Linked DNA regions of Mus musculus: regions 1, 2, 3, 4, 5 and 6 are each linked to region 7. Evidence: chromatin contacts called from public HiCAR-type, HiChIP or PLAC-seq and promoter capture Hi-C data. All regions are on one chromosome and are shown on one strand. Each heading gives the region's core, a stretch centred on a gene start, on an enhancer-like site or on the middle of the called end of the contact. The rest is flanking DNA. Distances are from core to core; before and after follow the strand shown. Region 1 holds the start of Rimkla (ribosomal modification protein rimK-like family member A). Region 2 holds the start of Ccdc30 (coiled-coil domain containing 30). Region 3 holds the start of Col9a2 (collagen, type IX, alpha 2). Region 4 holds the start of Foxj3 (forkhead box J3). Region 5 holds the start of Zmpste24 (zinc metallopeptidase, STE24). Region 6 holds the start of Exo5 (exonuclease 5). Region 7 holds the start of Scmh1 (sex comb on midleg homolog 1).

Region 1 (2,801 bases), core at 146-2,645, 910 kb before region 7:
CAGAAATGGCGTTCACCGTTAACCAATCAGGAGGGTTTCAGCAACCCAAACTTAAAAAATGGTATTTTTACACTTAAGCACACCACTTGAAATGTGGAGTGTCTAATGCTTGCATATAACTACTCCCAAAGTATATGCATTTTGAACCTAGTAAGGTTTAACTACACCTACCGATGAACAATGTACAAAACTGAGCTATTTCACTTAGGGACACATACTCAAAACCTCACTTGTAAGTAGTCTGTTCAGGATGTGGAATCCCTACCCTTGCAGAAGGAACTCTACTCAACCAGTTAAAGATGACATATGGGTAACATTCCAAGAAGCATCCAAGACGGCCCAACCCTCCTCAGCCCTGGACCCCCTGAAATAGCTGGCTACCTCGGAGGGCTTACCGAGAACACAGACTGTAAGCCAGTGAATACGAGTTTCCAAAGTCATGGATAGCTTAGCAATACATAGCAGGCATGTATTGAAGATAATAAGAATAAACAGAACGCTTTGAATAGGCAGTCAGGGATAATAACCATTTCCCCCAACCTCCCACCTCAATTGCCCTGGACCCGGCACTGAAGGGACCAGTGAGGCCTGGAAGTACTTGGCTATTTTGGAATCTGAATTAAACATTCTTTGGGAGGAGGACAAATTAATGGAAACCATCAATCGTCTCCTCTCGCCCCTTCCCCTCCAGAGACGATCTCAATCTTTCTCAGCTGTCTCCCATAATTAGGCTCCCAGTTTGAGAATAGTGTTCTACCTAGGGCGTTCATCACTGGAGCATACATACCACTGGAAAAGTTTCCCAAACATCTGCCTAAGAGCAATTTTGTGAATTCTGGGTTGGTTCTTTTAATTTCGGGATCCAATCCGGCAGGCCACCTGTGCTCGGAGAATCTACAGTGTGAGGTTTGGTGCCTTTAGCTTCAGGTGAATGTGAATGCCCCATTAACTCATCTCCTAAATGAATTAAGCATCTTCTCTACTCTTGGCCTCAGGCTGCTGCAGAGGGGCTACCTCGGAGCCGGGCTCAAGGAGGAGAGCGGCCGGCTCACGGGACCCCGGTGCCCCTCCCTCCCTCCCCCGGCTGAGCTCACCTAGGTGGCCGCCGACGACGGTGACGGCGATCTGGTCCAGGAACACCGCCCGGAAACCCACGTCCTGCTCCGAGCAGCGCTGGCGGAGCGCGCGCAGGATCTGCACCTGCGGGTAGTCCTCGCGGATGAGCCGGTCGGTCAGCAGCCAGACCTGCGCGCACATGGCGACCGAAGCTGCGGCCGCTCGCCCGCGCGACCCCCTGGCGCGTCCCAGGCGAGCACCGCGGCTTTGCTTGCGCCGTGCGCCAGCCGCCTCTGCAGACCCGGCCGGCGAATGCTCCGGATCGCCTCGCGCCGACGCCGCCGCCGCCGCCTCCGCTGCCTCCTCCGCCGCCTCCGCCCAGCCAATCAGCACGTCGCGACGCCCGGGGAGGACCCGGCCCGGAGCCTGCGGAGCTGCGCAGCCTGCGGCGGCCGGGCGGGGCTGGGGCGACCCCGGGAACCGATGGGCCACTGGCTGGGTAGGCGCGGTGCTGCTCCCCCAGAGAAAAGTGCGAGTCTTGGTTGCACCACCAACCTCTTCCAAAGACAACTCCCAGCCTGGCAAGGTCACATGGCGGGGCTCTGCAGCTGGACTTGACCCTTAGAAGAGCGATCTGTCTGCCCCAATCCTGGCCTGCAGCCTGGCTGGGAGATGGAGGCAGTTGGGTCTTAGCAACCAGATACTTCATTTAGATAATTCGAAGATCCTTTTCCTTTTCTTACACCCCAGTTTGCACCAGCGCTTGACCATCATAACCCCAGTGTCATAAAAACAGGTTAAGACCCCCATATTGAGTTAGGGGAACCCCTAGGGCGCGTTTTTTCCTCCTAGTCCACACCCCACTTCCCCTCCGCCCTCCAACTCAGTCCTCTGTACATACTGTCCGTGGTCCTAGCCGTTTGCAAATTCTGCCCGCAAACAATAGCGTGAAACCTGGTATTCGGTTCTTGAAAATAAATTAATTATACATTTATTTATGTATGTATTTATGTATTTATTTATTTATGTATTTATTTATTTATTTATTTATTTATTTATTTATTTATTGTGCACAAGGTGAGCTGGTGGCCTGTTACCACAGCTTGATCGTGAAGATCAGAGGACAACTTTCAGGATCTGGTTCTCCTGAAACCCACCATGTGGATCAAAGTCAGGCTAGGCAGCAAGTGCTTTTACTCTCTGAGCCATCTCACAGCTCCTAGCTAGTCATTTCTAAATAACTATGGGGTTGACTTTAGCCAGTTGTGTTTCCAGCTCTTTAAAACATCTTTTTGAAATCATCATCGCCGCCGCCATCATCATCATCATTTTGGTTTTTTCAATATAGGGTTTCTCTGGGTAACCTTGTCTCCCTGTAGCCCTGCTTCCCTGTAGCCCTGTGTAGTTTCTGTCCTGGAACTCACTCTGTAAATGTGATGGTTTGTATATTCTCAGAGTGGCACCATCTGGAGGTGTGGCCTGGTTGGAATAGGTGTGTCACTGTGGGTGTGGGCTTAAGACCCTCATCCTAGTTGCCTGGAAGTCAGTCTTCCACTAGCAGCCTTTGGATGAAGATGTAGAACTCTCAGCTCTGCCTGCACCATACCTGCCTGGATACTGCCATGTTCCCACCTTGATGGTAATGGACGGAACCTCTGAGCCTGTAAGCCAGCCCCAATTAAATGTTGTTTTTTTATAAGACTTGCCTTGATCAAGGTGTCTGTTCACAGCAGTAAAACCCTAAC
Region 2 (2,986 bases), core at 422-2,921, 990 kb before region 7:
TTCTCCCCGGTGAACTCAGACTTGGTGGTTGGGAAATTCTAAAAATCTAATACAACAGAATAAAACATGCTGTTTGAGTTATAAATTCTCTGATATTTAAAGTGTACCTAAGACTGCCCCATTTAACAGAGCCTGCTCTCTGAAATAGATACTGAAGAAATGGTCATTTAGCCTCTTAACAAGGGTAAACATGGTTTTAAGCCGCCTAAGCTCCTCACATCTAACGGGTGAGGTGGTAAGCTGGAGTGCCGACGTAATAATGAATGGTAGGTGGAAAGAGGACTAACAGCATTTCTGCCCTCTAACTTCAACGGGGGGGGGGGGTCGTTTTCTGGCTCTGAGGAAGGGACTTGCTTTGGGTCACATGGTCTATAAGTGACATGCTAAGGAACAAACAAATATGAGGTCACAAAACTGGAACAGCCCCCATGTGACTTTTCACCCTAAGTACCCTTCCTGCTATAGAAATATAATCCAAACACGTATAACCTTAAACCCAAGAATATGATTCACAGGTTGTTCCAATTCCTAAATAAAATATACTTTTTTTTTCTTTTTTAAAAAAGGCCACTGGGCTTTCTCCTTTTCCAAAAATATGATAAGTTGCTCTTGATTGATTCCCTTCACCAAAAGTGTTTTCTAATTTAGAAACTGAAAGGAAAAAAAAAAGAGGGGGGGGGGCACGGGAACAGTTTCAAGTATCTCCAGTCTGGCAAATCGCACAATCCCCGGGTGTTTGATGTACTTTGGCCTAAAAGTCAAAATTCTGCTATGCGGTCATTTTTGAACGCCATTTTTACAAGTACGAACATATTGCTTAAATTTGTGTCTAACATAGTACCTAACAAGGAACGGAACTTAAACTTTCACATATGGCATATGTGTATACCGCTGTCAAGAAGTTCAAAACTGATTCTTTTCTTTTAATTCTTTTCTATTTTCGAAATACAATAGGTTTGCAACCGTCTCATGTATGCATTTGCATCATTTACTTCACCCATCTCAAGTTCACCCAAGACAGAGAATTTGCAACAGTGCAGAGAAATGGAAACTCTTTACGGGGACTGCTGGGCTGGAGGATGAGAAATGTGCAGCCATGCAAAGCCTTCCTGTAGGGAAGCAGAAGGAGGTGGTCTACAGGTGACAGAATGGTGAAGACATTACAATGCACAGCGTGGACGGGGAAGGGTGAGATGGTTGTGGGGTAAACAGGATAAAGGAGCCGGGTGCTCGGATGGTGAGAGAAGTGGATGGAGTTGAAGGCTGAAAGGCAGAAGGCAACTGACTTGATGATCTCGGATGCTGGTATCCCCAAAGGCCTGCAGAGCTTCATCCGGATGCAAGGTTGCGTGTGACGAAGCTAGTCCCACAGTCCTTTCGCTCGGGCCGCGCGCAGGGCACAACGGTGTCTCTGGGGCCTTTGTGGCTGGGACCTTCGGGGACGGTCAAGAGCACACTTCTCCTGAGCCAACCGTTACCGGGCCGAGCACGCCGAAGCCGGCCAGCACCGCGCGAAGGAGCTCACCGGCGATCCGAAGAGATCTGGAATGTGCACCACGGGAAGAGCAGGTCCGTCCCCGGGCTGAGGTGGGATTTTCCTGCCAGCGCGCAGAAGGAGCAGGGGACTCTCAGCTCCAGCCGCCCAGCCGCTGTCATGGCAACCCCACTCAGCGGGGGACGCGCAGGCGCGACCCGGCGGGAGCCATGGAGACCATGCACGCTTTGGGTGGCCCGGGCCGTTCTTCCTGTGAAGACTGTTGTTACAGCGCACACCATTGGCCTCCAGGAACTACAGACTACCCCATTGGCTCCGGAGACCGCAGTAACCATAACAACAGTGTACAGCGTCTATATAATTCTCAGACTGCGAGTAAACATAGGGTTCTAATTCTCGAATTGTTTCCCTCCAAGTTCAACCTATCTCCTTATATTTGTTTTTCTGTAAGTGACTTCAAAACTTGGATGTGAGAGTCCACGCACATGAGAGTGAGGTAGAATTGAGTTTGGAACCAGCTAGTGTTATACAGTAGATTCCAGTCGGTGCCGCCTAGGCTATAGAATGGAACCTTGCCTTTAAAAAAGAAAAAGAAAAGAGAGGACAGAGAGAGAGAGAGAGAGAGAGAGAGAGAGAGAGAAGAAGAAGAAGAAGAAGGAGAAGGAGAAGGAGAAGGAGAAGGAGGAGAAGAGAAGGAGAAGGAGAAGGAAGGAGAAGGAGAAGGAAGGAGAAGGAGAAGGAGAAGAAGAAAGAGGAGGAGGGGGGGGGGAGGAGGAGGAGGAGGAGGAGGAGGAGGAGGAGAATAGAAAAGAGAAAAGAAAAAAGGCAAGATACTGTGCATATCAGGTCTCAATTTAGGGCCAGAATTTGTCATCACACCTGGAGTACCTAAGGTAAATTTCCACACTTCTGGACTTTTGTGACATGAATTACCACCTCTCTTGGAGCACACAGTTGACATGAACTTTAGGTCTAGTTGGCAAAACTTCCAGAAAACAACAGGCTTCGCCATTGGTACAGTGCTGTAAAAGATGACTTTCCTCTCTACAGCCACAGCCTTGGGTGCTGACTCATCTGCTAGAACTAGGTGACCTTTATGATAATATTCATGAGAGCCCACTTAAGATCATTTAAATCAAGCTTGACCAGAATTACCACGAAGGCTAGAACCCTTAAGAAAGCCTAACTAAGCTAATTGACAATTCTGTTTGGCTTCTTATAGAATGCAAGATAAATATTTTTTTTAAAAAAAGATTTATGTGCATGTAGGTTTACATTGATAAGTTAATGTACATCACAGCTAGAGCCCAAGGAAGCCAAAAGAGGATACCAGATCTCCTGGAACTAGATACAGTCCTTGGGAGCCTCGTGGGTGCTGGGAATGAGTCTTGGTTCAGTAGCCATGTCTTCTTCCAGCCCCAAAGTACTTTAGTGATACAGTTTAGCACAGGCTCAACTTAAATCTTCAGATGTTCTTTTTTCGAGACTCCA
Region 3 (3,163 bases), core at 222-2,721, 630 kb after region 7:
GTGGAGCCATCTGTCCAGGCCTCCTCCTTGGCCAGGTCACTTGATTTGCTTGTGGTCAAGTTTCCATACTGGAGGCCAGTTGGATACCAAGAGCAAATGATACTGAGGGTCACAGCGCACTGCTGTCACATTAAGCAGCTGCCACCATCAGCTCCTTCAATCTTCAAGCAAATTCTTTAAGATAGGGACCATGTTGTTCCCAGTTACAGAGGAGGAAACTAAGACTTCATTTATGTCATGGAGGTGTCTGTGGTCATAACTGTGGTTAGTGGCTGCATGAGATCCACTGCCCTTAGCCAGTGAGTGGAAGAGAAGGAGAGGAGAAAGGGGCTCTGGACCGAGGTGACCAGACAGGTGGGTTTGGGGTGTTACTGAATAAAGTGGTGGCTGTTTCCATGAACTTGGGAGGTCAGTTGAAAGGGGGTGAGGGAGAAGTCTCTCCCAGTCCAGGAGACAGCAGCATGCAGGTGCCGCTGAGGAGAAAGACAATCGTGTCACTTGGCTGACAGTGGACCTCACACATGCAGGTGGTTCCACACGGTTAGATAGCCCAGGTCCATTTTAGTTTGTGTGACTATGCATTGTGGTGTTTGATAGTCTAAGGGACACTTTTCATAGAACATGTACTCCTCCTTAATATGTAATTGTAGGGATCTGGAGAGATGGCTCCCTGCTGAAGAGCTCGTGCTCTTCTTGCAAAAACCCAGGTTGTTGCCAGCACCCACGTAGGAGCTTACACCTTTCTACAACTCCAGTTCCAAGGATGTCTGGTCCCCCATGGGACAGGGTCATACCTGAGGGCAAAACACTCATTCGCATAGATAAAAACTTGTCTTCAAAGGATATAACTGTACAAGGTCACATGGGGTGGATGCCTGGTGGATGCTTGGGAGAGAAGACGTGAAGGACTGGCATTGCCAAGGGCAGATCCAAATGCTAACAGGATGCCTCAAGGATGGAAGATGTTCGGATCGCACTGGTCGATGGAAGCAGGGAGGCGAGAGGAAAGGGAAATTTAGAGGCCACAGACAACTCTAATGGAATTGATGGTGGAGGGGGAGAGAAGAGGCAGATGGGGAATTCCCGAGGTGGCAGATTCAAGAAAGATGTTGGTGTGTTTTAATATGGCAGGGACCTGATTGTTTGTGGAGAGGACTGAGCCAATTTAGAAAAGATGGAGTTGGTGGAGTCCTGGCCAGGTCTCCAGAACCTGAGATGGTTGAGGCTCTGGAGGATAAAGGACCCAGACAAGCTTGCCCGGGGAAAGGATGGGGCTGAGGGCCAGGAGGAAGGCTTTGATCTTGGAGGCAAGGAGGAAAGGGACTTCGAATGGACTTCTGCTCTTCACACAGAAAGTAGTCCCGTACCCCGAGATGCCCCCGGGACTTCCCAGCTGGGGCGTCTGGTCAAACTCAGAATGCAGACCCAGGGTGGGCACAGAAGATCCGCCCCTGACCGGGCGGAGCTGGACAGTTCCTCCCCACAGTGCTCTCAGGTGACAGGCCTGCAGGTCCCCGCCCCGGCCCGTCTAGCTGCGTTTTCGGGAGATCCAGTCCGAGGCTCCGAAAGCAGCCCCCGCCATCGGTGCTTGGACCCCCGCTCCAGAACCCGCTGTTCGCCATGACCGCCGTGCCCGCGCCCCGCAGCCTGTTCGTTCTCCTCCAGGTGCTGTGGCTCGCCCTGGCTCAGATCGTAAGTCCTGTCACTTCTCTGTCTCCGCCGTCCCTGGTGCAGAGCCTGGGTTTAGGATCCTGGAGTCTTTAGGACCTGTTCTAGTCTGTCCCTAGCCTGAGGGGCAGCTGAGGACAGAGCCGCTGGGGTGATGCATACCCGGCAAACCGCTCGCGGTGAAGGGAGATTGACTAGTCCGGGAACCAGAGGGACCTTGCCTCGGGATGCTTGGCCTTGCCTGGGACAGGCAGCGTCGAGCAGGAGATGGCGCGGGGGCCTGGCAGTGGAGAGAGCCCAGGTGGTGCGGAGACAATGGTGGCTATTCAGTCGACAGCGGAGCCTCCGCCCCCGGAGTCTCCTAAGGGACCCAGGCTCCAGCCAGACTTCCCTGTCGCCCCAATATGTCCGTTTCCTGACTGTGGGCTTCTGCCTCACTTCGCAGGGACAGCTGGGCCCTAGGAAAGAGATGCCCGGTTTAGGACCAAATGGGGATGCTGGGCCCGCTCACCAAGCAGTGCTAGTGTAGGGGTACAGTTCGCCTGTGAGGCGCCAGCCTGGCACATCTTAACCTGGGGAGGGCACCTGGCGCCAGCATCTGGCACGCGTGGACTTCCTGAGTCGGGGCTGGTTCGCTACCTTAGGGAGGATTGGGTGGGAAGAGTCCCAGCTTTCCTTCTTCTCTGAGGTCTCTTTACCTGCACCAGGGACGAGGGAGAGGTGCCAGTTCACCGCTATACCTGTTGTTGGTTAGAAAACAGCAATAGTTCGAACGGCCATCGTTGGCTAGGTGCCATCTTGCACATCATCTGTGATTTGAGCAAATGATGTCTTCATCTATTTCCTATCGTGACAGTGCAAAGACCGTGTGACCCAGGGGAAGAAGCCAGCCAACCTAGGGTGTAATCACGGTTTCAGCATTCACTTGCAGTGATCACGAGCCTTGAGTCTTTTTGTGTTTCCTCACCCTCTGCTTGTCACCCCTAATAGTACCCCCCCCCGAGTTCTGAGTAGTTCATAAAGTAACAGAGCATAATGGCACACAGTGCCTGACACACAGTAGCTGCTCAACAAACTCCCCATGAAGCACCATCTCCTTGGGGAGATGCTGCCCTAGTCACCTTTGCTCTCGGGGTCTCCAGCAGCCCCTGGGAGCCCAGTTCTGCGTACTGTCTGAGGGCTGCACTCTTGTGTATTTTCAGAGAGGTCCACCAGGGGAGCCGGGTCCTCCAGGGCCACCAGGGCCACCAGGAGTGCCTGGTTCAGATGGCATCGACGTGAGTATCTAACTTCAGACTTGAGAGGAAGCAGGGCTATCCACAAAGGAGAACTTTATGAGCGCAGGGGTGGGGATGCCTGGAAGTTTAGCGCCCCCTGTTGCCAGCAGGCGGTGCCTGCAGAGACCACAAGGAGTCTGTTTGTTCAGAGAAAACCCCAAACCAGCCTTGAAATGTGGGAGTCTGTCAAAACCACCCAGCAACAAGGGCCTGCTGTT
Region 4 (3,041 bases), core at 482-2,981, 870 kb before region 7:
TTATCATTCTCTTGCCACAGTTTTCTTAGAGCTGAAGTTATGAGCATGCATCTAGATGAATTATTTTTCTAACTATTTATTGTGGTGTGTGTGTGTACACGTGTATAGCGCACTTACCACAGCATGTGTGTGGAATTGGTTCTTTTCTACTTTACATGGATTCCAGGGATTAGGTTCTGGTTCCAGGCTTGTGGAGTAATCTCCTTTACCTGTTGGGCCATCTTGCTAGCCCCTAGACTGAGTGCTTAAAAATATAAAAGCCCGTGTCTTATTTTCCTGTGTGGTTCTGTCCTAATTTAGGTCATCACCTTGTCCCTGGGTAGTGCCCCCTCTGACTTCCTACCCTGTACTCTAAGCAGAGCATTCACTGTTTAAAGCTCTGGAGAGACTGTCAATAGCCCACAAGATACCCCTCTGTCCTTATCTTTTACCTCTCCCGACCCTCGCTACTTCTAACACTCACAGGGATGTTCTAACCACAATTACATCAAATCCCTTCACTTCTTTCAAACCTCTGATTCAAGTTGCCTTATTATTGTGGCTCACCCAGGCAGCTCTTTTTAAAAGGATTTTCCTTCTAGTGTTCCACACAGCTCTGTCCTGAGTGCTCCTCCCCAATCCCCCAAGGTATCATTCAATGTTTTCTAACATTATTACATAATTCATAATTTTTATCACCTTTCTGCCCATGAGGGAATGATACTTGCCCCTCCACCGGCCTTTTCTGTTCACTGATTAATCTGAAGCACTACAGTAGTGCCTGGTACAATGACTTTTTATGTCTTTGTTGGACAAATGAGTGGATAAACCTTTAGAATTCCCATTGCCAGGAGATGCTTGACAGATGAAAGTGTTCAATGCTCCATGAAGGAATGGAAGGATGGTTTCACACTGTCTTAGCTCAGCAAGGTTGCCAGGGTCAATTCTCTCAGACCTTTGCTTTCTCAATCAACCAAACTCACTGACATCCATCTAACCATCTAATGTCCAAATACTGAGCAACTGCTCTTCACTTGCTGTTCTTGAGGCTGCAGGGAAGAGTACGTGACTTAACGCGGCTTCTGCGCAGCAAATACCTACCAAGTGTAACAGGATAGCACAGATTGTCAACGCTAACAGTTCAGAGGTAGGACCAGGGAAGACCAAAGGGAAAGTCCAAAGTTTACCAGAAGTCTGAACAACCCTACTAAAGGCTCCACCTGTTGATAGTGAGGCCACGACCTGGCCAGCTAACTTGAGATGGAGAGGATGACGCGGCAGGGGTAATGACAAGATGACATGCCTGGGTAGGGAGGGGCCTCGAACCCGGGTTCTTGACATTCCGAAGGACGCGTGTCCCCAAGCAAGGTCCAAAGCGCCCCGGTGGCGGCCGGGAAAATCCGCGCTGGGTGCTTGACGGGGCCGCGCAGAGGCAGAGGCTGGAAGGCGGGGAGGTCACGAGGCGCATTCCTCAGGAGTTGGAATCCCGGGAGTGGGGCCGGGGCCGCCTCGGCCAGCCGCTGTCAAGTCCGAGGCGCAAACACTGCAAGGCGCTCCGCACCGCCCACCGCCGGTTCCCGCTGGCCGCAAGCAGGCAGAGCCGCGGGAGCTCAGAGGCACTACTTGTCCCCGCGGAGGGATCCCTCGCACATCGCGCAGCAACGACGGGGCGGGCCGTGGAGCCGAGGACGCCGGGCCGGGAGCGCTGAGACGTCGCGGGAGGCGGGGGTGGGAGGGAGCGGGTCGGGAAGTAGTTCCGGGTGCGCGGCCCCGGATGTTGGCTGCTCCCGCCGCCGCTGCCGCCGCCGCCGCCACTCTCGGCGCCGCTCCGGGCCTGGGCCGCTCTCTGAGGGCGCCGTTGGGACCTTTCGCGGGGAACGGAGACGCACGCAGCGGCCGGAGGCTCGGCCGGGCCGTCCCGGCCTGCGTAGCCTGAGGTGAGCACGCGTCGCCAGGGTCTCGTCGGGGCTGGGGCGGCGGGCGGGGAGGCGGGGCTGGGGCATCTCCCGGGACGCGGGCGGGGGCTGCCCTGGGCGAGCGGCGCTCGCCGTCCTCGGCGCACGCTCCCTGTGGCCGGCGGTGGGCGCCAGGCTGGGCCGGCCGGGTGGCGGCCCTCCCTCACCCGCGGCGCCACTCCTCAGCTGCCGCTGCCCCTCAGCCCGACGCCGCGCGCGCCCGCCCCTCCCCCAGGTGGGCCCGCGCTGCGGATGCCGGGGCCGCGGAGGACCGCGACAGTCGCGCCCTCGTCGCTCCGTGACCTGCACCTGGTCCGGGCTCGTCCTGTTCCCGGCGCGATGCGGCGTCCCCTCCTCGCCCTCCAGGCGCTATTCTGCCGGGAAGGCGGCCGCTGCCTTGTGGGTCGCGGGTGCCCTGCGGGGCTGAAATGGCTGGGGCGAGGGTCCCACCTTCTCTCCCATCCTGTCCCCGGGCCCTTCTCTGGCATTGGGGGAAAGGCAGCCTTCGCATGCGGACGTGTTGCTGCTGTCCTGCGTGTGTTGCATCCTGCCCACGTGGTAGTGCCCCGTCCCTCCCACTCCCTCCATTTTTTGCAGTTGGTTGAGATGTTTTTTGTTTTTTTTTTTTCCCCCGCCCTGCTTTACTCCCCTCCACCCCGTGATTTCTTCCGGGCAGCGTGGGGAAGGTGTTAAGGTCAGTTTGTTTTGCCGAGGATGACTTGTTTGATGGAAGAATCAAGAGTTGTACTCTTAGGAAATTGAGACTACTAGGGGATCGACCAGATCTTAGTTAATTGACATCTTTTCAGTACCAGTAGCTCTTGCTCTTCTCTACTGCTTAATTCTCCAGAGAGCAGGCGCTTGCAACTGATGTGTTGGTGTGTACGGTTTTCCTTTCTCTATTCTACTTTCTTGTGTCACTGTGGCCTAGTATTTTCTAGTCTGTGTTGATGCAGGGCTCAAGTTGTTGCTACATTTCTGAATGAGTCGTGTCGGGGCGCTCGAAACTGGTGGGCTTCTTTTCACCTTTCACTGTTTATTTGCCTTTAGTTTTTCCTTGTGTTTTGTACCCTAGTGAGAAAGCATGCATGTTCTATTGGGTGTAAT
Region 5 (3,163 bases), core at 262-2,761, 690 kb after region 7:
ATACTAAAGGAAGAGACTGAGGTAGACATAACCCGACACTGACAGATTTTTAAAATTCAAACTTGTGCCGGGCTTGGTGGCACACGCCTTTAATCCCAGCACCCTGGAGGCAGAGGCAGGCGGATTTCTGAGTTCAAGGCCAGCCTGGTCTACAGAGTGAGTTCCAGGACAGCCAGGGCTATACAGAGAAACCCTGTCTCAAAAAACAAAAAACAAAAAAACCAAAAAAAAAAAAAAAATTTCAAACTTGCAATCCGGAGAGTCACGAAGGGCTGGGAAATGTAGTTCAGTGGGAGAGCACTTGCCTGGCAAAGAAACTCACATACAGTGTAAGTTAGAAGAAAACTGCAGACGAAAAGGACTGCAGAGCTCAAGAAATAGGTCCAGCAGTTAAAGGGGAAGGTTCTCAAGGACGACACAGACGAGTGTTGTCCAAACTTAGACACTGCAGAGCAGGCATAGACCTGCATAAGTTTGACGGCAGGGCTGTCCTTTCCTTTTATTAGACACCAACAGGCTTGGGACCCATTATAATGTTGCAGATAACTTGTTTTGTTGTTTCAAAGTCCATCTCACTAAAACGTTCACATTTCGAATTAAACTGTTAATTATGGCTATCTCCATGGAAAACTGTTAGCTTTTCTACTGCACTATTTAACGTTTTAAACAAAAAACCCAAAGAGAAATTTTAATGAAACACACACACATTGTGGCCCCAAACAACATTTGCTCTAATGAGGATTTTCAAACGGCGTGCGAGTCTTTGGAACGGTTGCAAAGTGAGGTTGAGCATGGTAACATCAATATCATGGGAAGTTATTATTCTACAAATTTAGCACCTCCACTTAGAAAGCCTATACCAACGAGGCTTGGTCAAGTCCCGGTCCAAAGATTCTTAAGACGCTGTAAAGCAGGCATAGACATGCTCAAGTTTGGCGGTAGGGCAGTTCTTCCCTTTCATTAGCCGCTTACAGGCTTGGGTCCCATTACAACGTTGCAAACAACTTCTGCCTTTCCAAAAACTCCTCAAAGCGGCAGTCACCATTAGGAAAAGTTAGGAAGCTCACCGGGGGTTACGGTTTGCTACATCCGGGCAAACACTAAGGGGCTTGGGTAGAGGCTCGGGCTGGCCTAAGGCTGTCCAGGGGCTCAGCCGGGGGAGACACGTCAATGCTCACCTGCCGCTGTGCTAGGAAGGTCTCCCAAAGATACACCGTCCAGGAAAAGAGCAACACCGCCCCGAAGATTCGCTTCTCCGCAGGGAAGTCCCACATAGCGTCCACCGATGCCCACATCCCCATCGTCACCCTATCTCACCCGCTCCTTTAGCGTGCACCGGTGCCTCAGCGACACGCGTCCCTCGGAGAGTGCCAGCGGTGTCACAACAATACGGGTCCCTTCCGAGGGCTTCTTCAGACGCCCATTCCCTCAGCTTTGCCAGAAGTGTCACAAAGACACGATTCCCTCCAGCCTTACTCTTCAAGGACCTACTTATTTCTGCTAGAATAAGACGCCCCACCTTCCTCACTTCCGCCTGAAGAATGAGCAGCGGTGCACCTGAAATATCCCTCCGGATTCTGTGTGCAGGGATCCAATTCAAAGGTTCCGGCCTTCTTCCTGGGAACGTCAGTGTGGTCGCCGCCTCTCCTTTGCTTTGGCGGGTTACCAGAGAGGGCAATGGACCCCGGTGCTTAACCGGACCGGATAAGCCGGGTCATAGAAATATTCCCTCTAGAAGTAGCTGGGAAGGATGAGAGAGGCTCTAAAACTTTTCCTTCCTTCTATTTAGTGCCGTTCAAAGGTTAGATGTGCATCTCCAGGATAACTAACCAAACGAGGCATTTGGGGTTGTTTGGCTTGTCTTCGAAAGTTCTGGTTTTGGGAATATTAGAGATGAAAATGACTCTAGTGATTAGGATTTTCATTTACACATTTCATCTCATCCTCCCCAAGTGAAGTCAGAAGAGGCATTTACCTGTGAGTCCTGGGACTGCATTTCTAACCTCAAACAGGCAGGCTTGGTAGCCACTGCCTTTAAGCCTAGCAAGACCTTGTTTCAGACACACACTACCACCACCACCACTACCACCACCACCACACATCACCACACACCATCACAGCTCAGTACCTTTGCCTTGGAATTCAACAATGAAATAGGGTCACTATGGCCCCTGTTACTACTTTGACTTTACTTGAAACGTGAAGCCAGAATTTTTCTGACCACAAAGTAAATGTTATTTAATTAATAGTTTCTATGAACTAATAGCACTTTGTATAAACATTATTTATAGTGAATTGCGAAATCTTTAGCTCCAATTAAAATATGTAGCTCCAATTTAAAATATGGTGAGATTGTGATGCTAAAGATGTTGAGATTAAGGTTTCAAATTTCTCAACCATGACTAAATTTATCTGCATGAGCGTAATCAGTAGAAGTTACTTGACAAAGTGAATTACTTCAATATAGGATCACAGATTCTTTGGCAACCAAAAGTTCTTTTGGGGGATTTTTTGCTTTCAGCAAAATTACTGATTGAACTGTTAGCTGAACTTTGAGTTTTGTTCATGGGCCTGGGAAATATTTTGTACTTGATTGGGTGTAAGGCAAATGGCATGAAAACAGGGATCACAGGCAAGTAGAGACATAGCTCTAACAAGTGCCATTTCCTCAGGTAGAAGGTCTTCAGAGAGGAGGCTTCGTCCCTGTCCTCCTTTTCCATGGCTGGTTGGATGTTTTGTACTGGCACCCATCATGGTGTTGTAGAGTCCTGTGGAAAAACACAAGCATAGCCTAGCCCTTGTGTCAACAAAGGGTGGATGCCACTGTGATGTTAGGGACTCTCTCCATTGTACCAATGGAAGAGTGGTATTCCTAGGTAGGTAAGCCCAATGTTTATAGGTAGGGCTTAATCCCTGATCAAAGGTGAGGAAGTTTAGGTGAAAATGGGCCTCTGCCAGGGCCAGGGGAAGGTCATGTTTGGATTCAGGGGAGGTAAACTGAGTCAGCAAGTCCTTTAGAGTCTGAGTGGACCTTTCTACTATCCTCTGACCTTGAGGGTTATAAGGAATCCTAAAAGTGTGGTTAATCTTCCATGAGGCATCAAACTCATTGAATTGTTGAGATGCATAGGGAGGGTCATTATCTGTCTTCAAAACCCAAGGC
Region 6 (2,917 bases), core at 336-2,835, 520 kb after region 7:
GCTGCTATATCATCCATCAAAAGCCTCATTTTATGACTTTCTTTTTAGACTTCTGACGTGTGTGTGTGTGTGTGTGTGTGTGTGTGTGTGTGTGTGTGTGTGAGAGAGAGAGAGAGAGAGAGAGAGAGAGAGAGAGAGAGAGAGACAGGTTTTGTGTGTGTAGCTCTGGCTGTCCTAGAACTTATTCTCAAGCTGCTGAGATTAAAGGCTATACCACCACTGCCTGGCAGACTTTTGACTTCTTTTTTTTTTTATTTTTTTTTTTTATTTTTAAAGATTTATTTATTTATTTATTATATATAAGTACACTGTAGCTGTCTTCAGACACACCAGAAGAGGGCATCAGATCTCATTACAGATGGTTGTGAGCCACCATGTGGTTGCTGGGATTTGAACTCCGGACCTCTAAAAGAGCAGTCAGTGCTCTTAACCTCTGAGCCATCTCTCCAGCCCCCTTGACTTCTTAAAGATATAGAAATATCTACTAATATTCATATTAAATATTTTATATATGAATATATGTTTTAAAAGTTTTAAAACAGATAAAGCTGAAAATTATTAGGTGAAAAATTAAATGAGATAGATGTTCAGAAAATACCAGATCGGCATCAAGAGTCTAGGGATCCTGAAGATACAGATTTTGAATCTAATCTTGAAACGTCCAGTAGAATTTGCTGGTATGCTATTTGTTTGTTTGTTTCTTTCTTTCTTTATTTTCTGGTTTTTCGAGACAGGGTTTCTCTGTGTAGCCCTGGCTGTCCTGGAACTCACTCTAGACCAGGCTGGCCTCGAACTCAGAAATCCGCCTGCCTCTGCCTCCTGAGTGCTGGGATTAAAGGCGTGCACCACCACGCCCGGTTCTGCTATTTGTTTCTTGAATAATCTTGGGCACATTTCAAAAATTCTCTGATGAGACTGGCACATCTTTAAAATGTATACTGGTAAGCTAATCCTTCAATGCCCACAGAGCTAAAACAGTACAGATATTAACTAACACACAATAAATGTGGCTTTCCTTCCAAAGGCATTGATGGGTCTACTATGTATCTATTTGCTCTGAAAAGTTCAGGAGAGAGGCAACTCGTACTCACCTGGGCCTTAGTTGATTTCCCTCCTCACAGGGAAGAGCATGTATTAAAACGAGGGGAGATGGGGAGGCACCTTGCTATGATGGAATGTGGACTTCTGTTCTCTTCACCTGACCACTCCTTCACATTATGGTGTTTCCACTTGAGTCACACTGCTAGGGCAGCTGCGTGTCATAAATCCTCCTAACACTGGCCTCTCCAAGGGTAAGGTCTCCAGGCGGTAAGTTCTGCTCTCCAGGTTCCCAGCCGCAGCCTGAGGTCGGAGGCCCTGCCTTGCTGATGGCTTCCGGCTGCCTGCTGCTGCCTTCATCCTCTGCGTCCTGACTCGTTACAGGCCTTCCACGCAGGCAGGCGTGTGCTTTCCACTCAGCCCCCAGCCCCAGTCCCCCTGGTGTGCCCAAGCGCAAAGACTCAATCGCGGGCCCAAAATGCACAGAACAAAAACCCGAATGAGGGGCGTGCCTGAAAGGGGCAGCCCCTTAGCTCTTCACCCCTGTCCCAGAATTCCCGGCGGCGGTTGGAGGCCCGCCCCTTTTCATGTCACACCCCTCCCCACCCACCAGGCCCCTGGTTCTCGCGACACTGGGGCTGAGTGGGCGTCTGCAGTCCGCTGTATTTCCTTATCCACCAGTGCCTAGTGCAGGCTGTTACCGTCTCGTTCTCTTACGCCCGCCCGGTGAGAGGACGGTCATGGTGGTCGTCTCGCTGTCCCCAGTGCAGCTGGCCTCTGACACCCTTGGAGCCCGAATCCGGATCTTAGCACCTGACATCAGCTTTCCCAGCTTAGTGAACAATCATGAACTCAAGCTTCAAAGACGCTGGCAGTTGTCAGTGTCTTATTTTATTTTATTTATTTCTTATCCTTTTTATTGGCCTCCAATTTGGGTTACTCCTGCCTCTGCTTTTTCGGTGCTGGAATTACAAGCCATTGTGCCCTTATGCCCAGATTCTTTTTAAAGATTAAAAAAAATGTTTTGTTTTTTCCTTTATGTGTATGAATGTTTTCCCTGCATGCATGTCTGTGGTTCATATCTTCTTGGTGCCCTCGGGAGCCAGAAGAGGGCCTCAGAGTTACAGAAGGGTTGAGTCACATGGGCACAGAGAAACAAACTAAGGTCCTCTGTAAGAGCAGCTAGTGCTCTTAACCTCTGAGCCTTTGAAAAATACTTCCCAGCATCTATGGTGACCCACACCAAAAATCTCAGCGCTGGGACTCTAGACTTGAGTCTAAAGTCCAGAAGGATAAAGCCTAGCTGTTAGGTTCATTTAGTTAATTCAGTCACCAGTTTAAGGGGTTCACCAGAATCAGGGTTTTATAAAGTGTATTGTATCAGGGGGAGGATGAACAGATTCCAAACAAGGAACTTGCGTAGGAAAAAAAAAAAAAAAAAAAAGAGGAAATTTCCAAATGTGGAGTAAAACCCATGAAATACTATCTTCAATCACAGTGGGAGCAAAGATAAAAGAGAAGCACTTGTGCCCCTCCCTTTGGCAGTATGGAAGCAGTAGAACCCCCCCCCCCACCCCCCCACCCCCCCCCCCCCCCCCGCCACCCACCATTCAGAGGAGAACTTACCTCCCAGGAAGAGACTTCATAGGATCCTTACAGCTTGTCAGACCACTCTGCAGAAGACACAAGCTGAGACAACTGTGGACAGGACTGTTCCTTGATCTGCTTAGTTGTACATCCCTCTTGCTTTGTTTAAACCTAAACCACATGTCAGAACCCCAAAGACAGTCTTGGAAATCATTAGGCCTCTGTGTTTGTTCCTCTTTCCAAAGTGACCTCATCGAATAAATCCCCTTTCTTTCATTAAGGGCATATTGAA
Region 7 (2,941 bases), core at 150-2,649:
AAGGGGATAACGTTTGAAATGTAATAAGGAAAATATCCAATAGAAGAGAGAGAGGAAAAAAAATTGAAGTTCTAGTGTAGATGTGCAAGGATCTGCCGTGCTTTGGCTTCCCTTCATTCTCTAACATTAACAGCATCACCACCAGATTCCCAGAGCCTCTCAGACTCTTGATAGCCATCCCTGCCACACCTTTGCTCTCAGTCTCTCCTCATCCTGAGAAGCCTTTCTTTGCAGCTTCCTCTAGGAACCAGATTGAATGAGCTTCGGGCTAAGTAAGGGCTGCTTTCCCGGAACTCTCTGGTTCTGGTGTGAGTTCCATAGCTGTGATAAAGACCCCTACCAAAAGCAACCTGGGAGAGGAAATGGTTTATTTGGCTTACACTTCCACAACATTGTTCATCTCTGAGGGAGGTGAGAACAGCAACAGGGAGACAGGAAATGAAGCTAGGCTATGGAGCAACATCCTTTATTGGCCTCTCTTTATACCACCTAGGACCACCTCTGCCCAGGGGTAGCACCTCCCACATCAATCATTAGACAAGAAAATGCCCACCCAGACTTTGCCTATAGGCCATTCTGATGGAGACTGTTATGCAACTGAGATTCCACCTTCTGAGATAAGAGTAGATTTGTTTCAGGCTGATAAAAATCAACCAGCATTTCCCTTAACACCTGACCTCCAGGCAAGAGCACAGCCAGTAAAATTGTGTGATCTTGGAGACGTAGCTCTCCCCCCCACCCCCATGAACTTCAGTTTCCGCGGGCTAAAACATAACGTTCTTGAGACACAATTGTGTGTGGGGTGGGGTAGCATCATTGGAAGGACCCTAGCCACTGTAGTACCTAGCACGCTAACATTCAAAGCCTACTACGGGGCAAAAGTGAAGGCCTGCTTTTGTTAGTCTTGTTGCACCTTTTGGGGCGCACTGGTTTTCTCCTCATAGTAGTTTTCCTCCCGCCTGCGCATTGGAAAGACTAAAGGTGCGAAGGAACTCTTTTAAGATTACTCCACAGCCGGCCACCAGCTGGGTGGGGGCTGAGGGCCGACGGGATTCGAACCTGGGACCTCAGAGGACGTCATTCACTTGTCTGGGAGACGCGAGCAATCCAGTGGGTCGCGGCTTTTTTTTTTTTTTTTTTTTTTTTTTTTTTTTTTTTAGGGCTGGCGGTCGCGAGGCGGGGGGAAGGCGCGAGGGGTCGCCCCTTCCCGCCGCCCCGCGCGCGCGCGCGAGAGAACCCAACGGCCGCGGCGCGCGCCACCTCGCGGCAGGAGTCTCTGGCGGGCGGGGCTGGGCAGCTCTCGCCCCCGCCCCCCGCCCCTCGGCCGCCGCCGCCGCCGCCGCCGCCGCCTCGGTGGAGCCCCCCGCCTCCCGCCGCCGCCTCAGCCGAGCCGCTCTCCAGAGCCGTCGCCCGCCCCTGCCGGCGTCCTCGCTCGCTCCCTGCGCAGCGGAAACATGGCGGCTGGATGGGAGTGAGCCGCCCGCGCCCCGCGCCGCTGTCGCCCTCAGGTAAGCGCCTCACTGCCACCCCCGGCCCGGTCCGGGCCCCTCAAGGCCCGCCTTACGGCCACGGGCTGGAGCGAGTCCCCGCCCGGTGACCCTGGTGTCTGTGTCCGCGGCCCTCCGGCGGCCGTGTCAACCCGGCCAGAACCCCGGCGGCCTGCGCCGCATCTGCTCGGGCCCAGTGTCCGGCGGCGGCCTGACGCGTCGGGGTCGGTCGGGGGCGCGGCGCGCGAGTCCCCGCACAGGGCCCCTTCCGAGCGGGGAGCAGGGCTTGGGGCGGAACCGGGAAGCCTGGCTCGGGCCCAGTGCGGGGGCTCTTTCGGGCTGCTGGGACGCGTCGCCAGAGAGATTCGCCTGGGTCCCAGCAGCGGAGCACCGGGGGTCGTGAACACAGTGGGCTTGGAGCTTTCTTCAGGGGTCCCGGGGCTGGGGGCGGGGTGGGGGAGACTCACTTGTGTCACCTGCCTGGAGCCGGGCAAACACCCGGCGGCTACAGAAGGTTTCGAACCTGAGACAGGGAACGGCGGACAACCTTAGAGCACAGCAGGGGAAGGAGTTCCCTAGTAGATAGGTGAACCCCAAAACATACCCCAAAGCGAAGAGATCTGAGAGTCATCCAGGCTCCCCCTACTCTTATCCTATTCGGGAAGGAAGTTATCTTTAAAAATTCCAAATAATACCCTAATAATTTGGCGAACCTTTTAGGACGGCTCTCCGTCCTAGTCCTAATAACCTTTCTAAAGTAAGGCCGTCCAGTCTGGTCCTGGATGGATTTGGTTATAGGTAGAAAGGAACGGCTGTCTCTCGTCTTTCTGCTTCGTTTCCTCTTGGGCAGCTGTTAAGAGTGAAGATAGTAATCGTGTCCCCTGAGTCTTATTTTGGCTAACTCCCAATTCCTTTAGTCTTTTTCTTTACTCTGGTCTTTGATCCGCTCCTTTGATGAGCACTGGTTTGCCCATATTGCCCCCACAGAAGAGCTTCTTGTGAGCAGAGAGACCAAGCTCAATCATTTCTAAGGGAAGAGCTTTGACCCTAAAGGACTGACCTTAAATAAAAAGTACTCTCCCTTCCTCATTTTCGTACTGCGTTGAACTTAGCGGGTGGGGGTAGGGAGGGGAGAGGGAAAAGCTGTATAGTAGTAGCATGTGTTCCCCCAAGCTAAAAGAGATCATCCTGTTTTGTGGTTTCTCTTCCTTTGAAAAATTGAACACTTCATCAAGTGAGCTAATGTATATCAAAAGATTGTACAGTGTAATATATCATGCAGATAAAAGAGCTTATTATTTTTGCTCTAAAAAGGACTGAGACCTAGATTGGTGCCAAACTGCAATTTAATATTTGCTTGGAGAGAGAACTGCCTTATGACAATGAACTCTGCTTTTTTTCCCTGCCAGCAGAAGGCCTCAACTTGCTGTGAAAAAAACACTTTCTGTTGCTCA

Evidence for each region. Promoter capture Hi-C pulls out the DNA fragments that hold promoters and counts their contacts. HiCAR-type assays count read pairs that join an accessible place to other places. HiChIP or PLAC-seq counts read pairs in DNA pulled down with a chosen protein or histone mark. Capture Hi-C pulls out chosen DNA fragments and counts their contacts.
Region 1: a contact with region 7 is called in an H3K4me3 HiChIP or PLAC-seq map of embryonic limb bud, with 4 times the contacts expected there. The contact joins the promoter of Rimkla here to the promoter of Scmh1 in region 7. A contact is called at or near these places in 2 of 39 promoter capture datasets (embryonic stem cells and hippocampal neurons), 1 of 15 datasets of contacts at CTCF or cohesin (the NIH/3T3 cell line) and 3 of 115 datasets of contacts at active chromatin or transcription factors (embryonic forebrain, embryonic limb bud and large pre-B cells).
Region 2: a HiCAR-type map of astrocytes shows a contact between it and region 7, with 3 times the contacts expected there. The contact joins the promoter of Ccdc30 here to the promoter of Scmh1 in region 7. A contact is called at or near these places in 4 of 39 promoter capture datasets (the 3T3-L1 cell line, hippocampal neurons, liver and 1 more), 3 of 115 datasets of contacts at active chromatin or transcription factors (astrocytes, extraembryonic endoderm stem cells and forebrain) and 1 of 9 other capture datasets (adipose tissue).
Region 3: a contact with region 7 is called in an H3K4me3 HiChIP or PLAC-seq map of bone marrow-derived macrophages, with 7 times the contacts expected there. The contact joins the promoter of Col9a2 here to the promoter of Scmh1 in region 7. A contact is called at or near these places in 2 of 39 promoter capture datasets (cranial neural crest and pre-B cells), 1 of 484 Hi-C or Micro-C datasets (pro-B cells) and 1 of 115 datasets of contacts at active chromatin or transcription factors (bone marrow-derived macrophages).
Region 4: a contact with region 7 is called in a promoter capture Hi-C map of adipose tissue, with 2.3 times the contacts expected there. The contact joins the promoter of Foxj3 here to the promoter of Scmh1 in region 7. A contact is called at or near these places in 1 of 484 Hi-C or Micro-C datasets (embryonic stem cells) and 2 of 9 other capture datasets (adipose tissue and macrophages).
Region 5: a promoter capture Hi-C map of adipose tissue shows a contact between it and region 7. The contact joins the promoter of Zmpste24 here to the promoter of Scmh1 in region 7. A contact is called at or near these places in 2 of 39 promoter capture datasets (cranial neural crest and pre-B cells) and 1 of 9 other capture datasets (adipose tissue).
Region 6: a contact with region 7 is called in a promoter capture Hi-C map of the HPC-7 cell line. The contact joins the promoter of Exo5 here to the promoter of Scmh1 in region 7. A contact is called at or near these places in 9 of 39 promoter capture datasets (the 3T3-L1 cell line, 3T3-L1-derived adipocytes, the HPC-7 cell line and 5 more), 2 of 484 Hi-C or Micro-C datasets (embryonic stem cells and pro-B cells) and 1 of 9 other capture datasets (pancreatic islet).

What each region holds. Positions count from the first base shown.
Region 1 is chr4:119,491,203-119,494,003 of GRCm38.p6, forward strand. Rimkla (ribosomal modification protein rimK-like family member A) reads right to left here and starts at 1,396. Exons shown (of 5, transcript NM_177572.4): 1 at 1,095-1,396. The coding sequence starts at 1,257.
Region 2 is chr4:119,413,850-119,416,835 of GRCm38.p6, forward strand. Ccdc30 (coiled-coil domain containing 30) reads right to left here and starts at 1,672. Exons shown (of 15, transcript NM_029286.2): 1 at 1,287-1,672.
Region 3 is chr4:121,038,095-121,041,257 of GRCm38.p6, forward strand. It overlaps Col9a2 (collagen, type IX, alpha 2), which reads left to right and starts at 1,472. Exons shown (of 32, transcript NM_007741.2): 1 at 1,472-1,692; 2 at 2,871-2,945. The coding sequence starts at 1,621.
Region 4 is chr4:119,537,930-119,540,970 of GRCm38.p6, forward strand. It overlaps Foxj3 (forkhead box J3), which reads left to right and starts at 1,732. Exons shown (of 13, transcript NM_172699.3): 1 at 1,732-1,916. Frg2f1 (FSHD region gene 2 family member 1) reads right to left here and starts at 840. Exons shown (of 4, transcript NM_001004178.1): 1 at 679-840.
Region 5 is chr4:121,096,699-121,099,861 of GRCm38.p6, forward strand. Zmpste24 (zinc metallopeptidase, STE24) reads right to left here and starts at 1,512. Exons shown (of 10, transcript NM_172700.3): 1 at 1,179-1,512. The coding sequence starts at 1,301.
Region 6 is chr4:120,923,420-120,926,336 of GRCm38.p6, forward strand. Exo5 (exonuclease 5) reads right to left here and starts at 1,586. Exons shown (of 2, transcript NM_028457.2): 1 at 1,092-1,586.
Region 7 is chr4:120,403,949-120,406,889 of GRCm38.p6, forward strand. Scmh1 (sex comb on midleg homolog 1) reads left to right here and starts at 1,400. Exons shown (of 18, transcript NM_001379185.1): 1 at 1,400-1,508.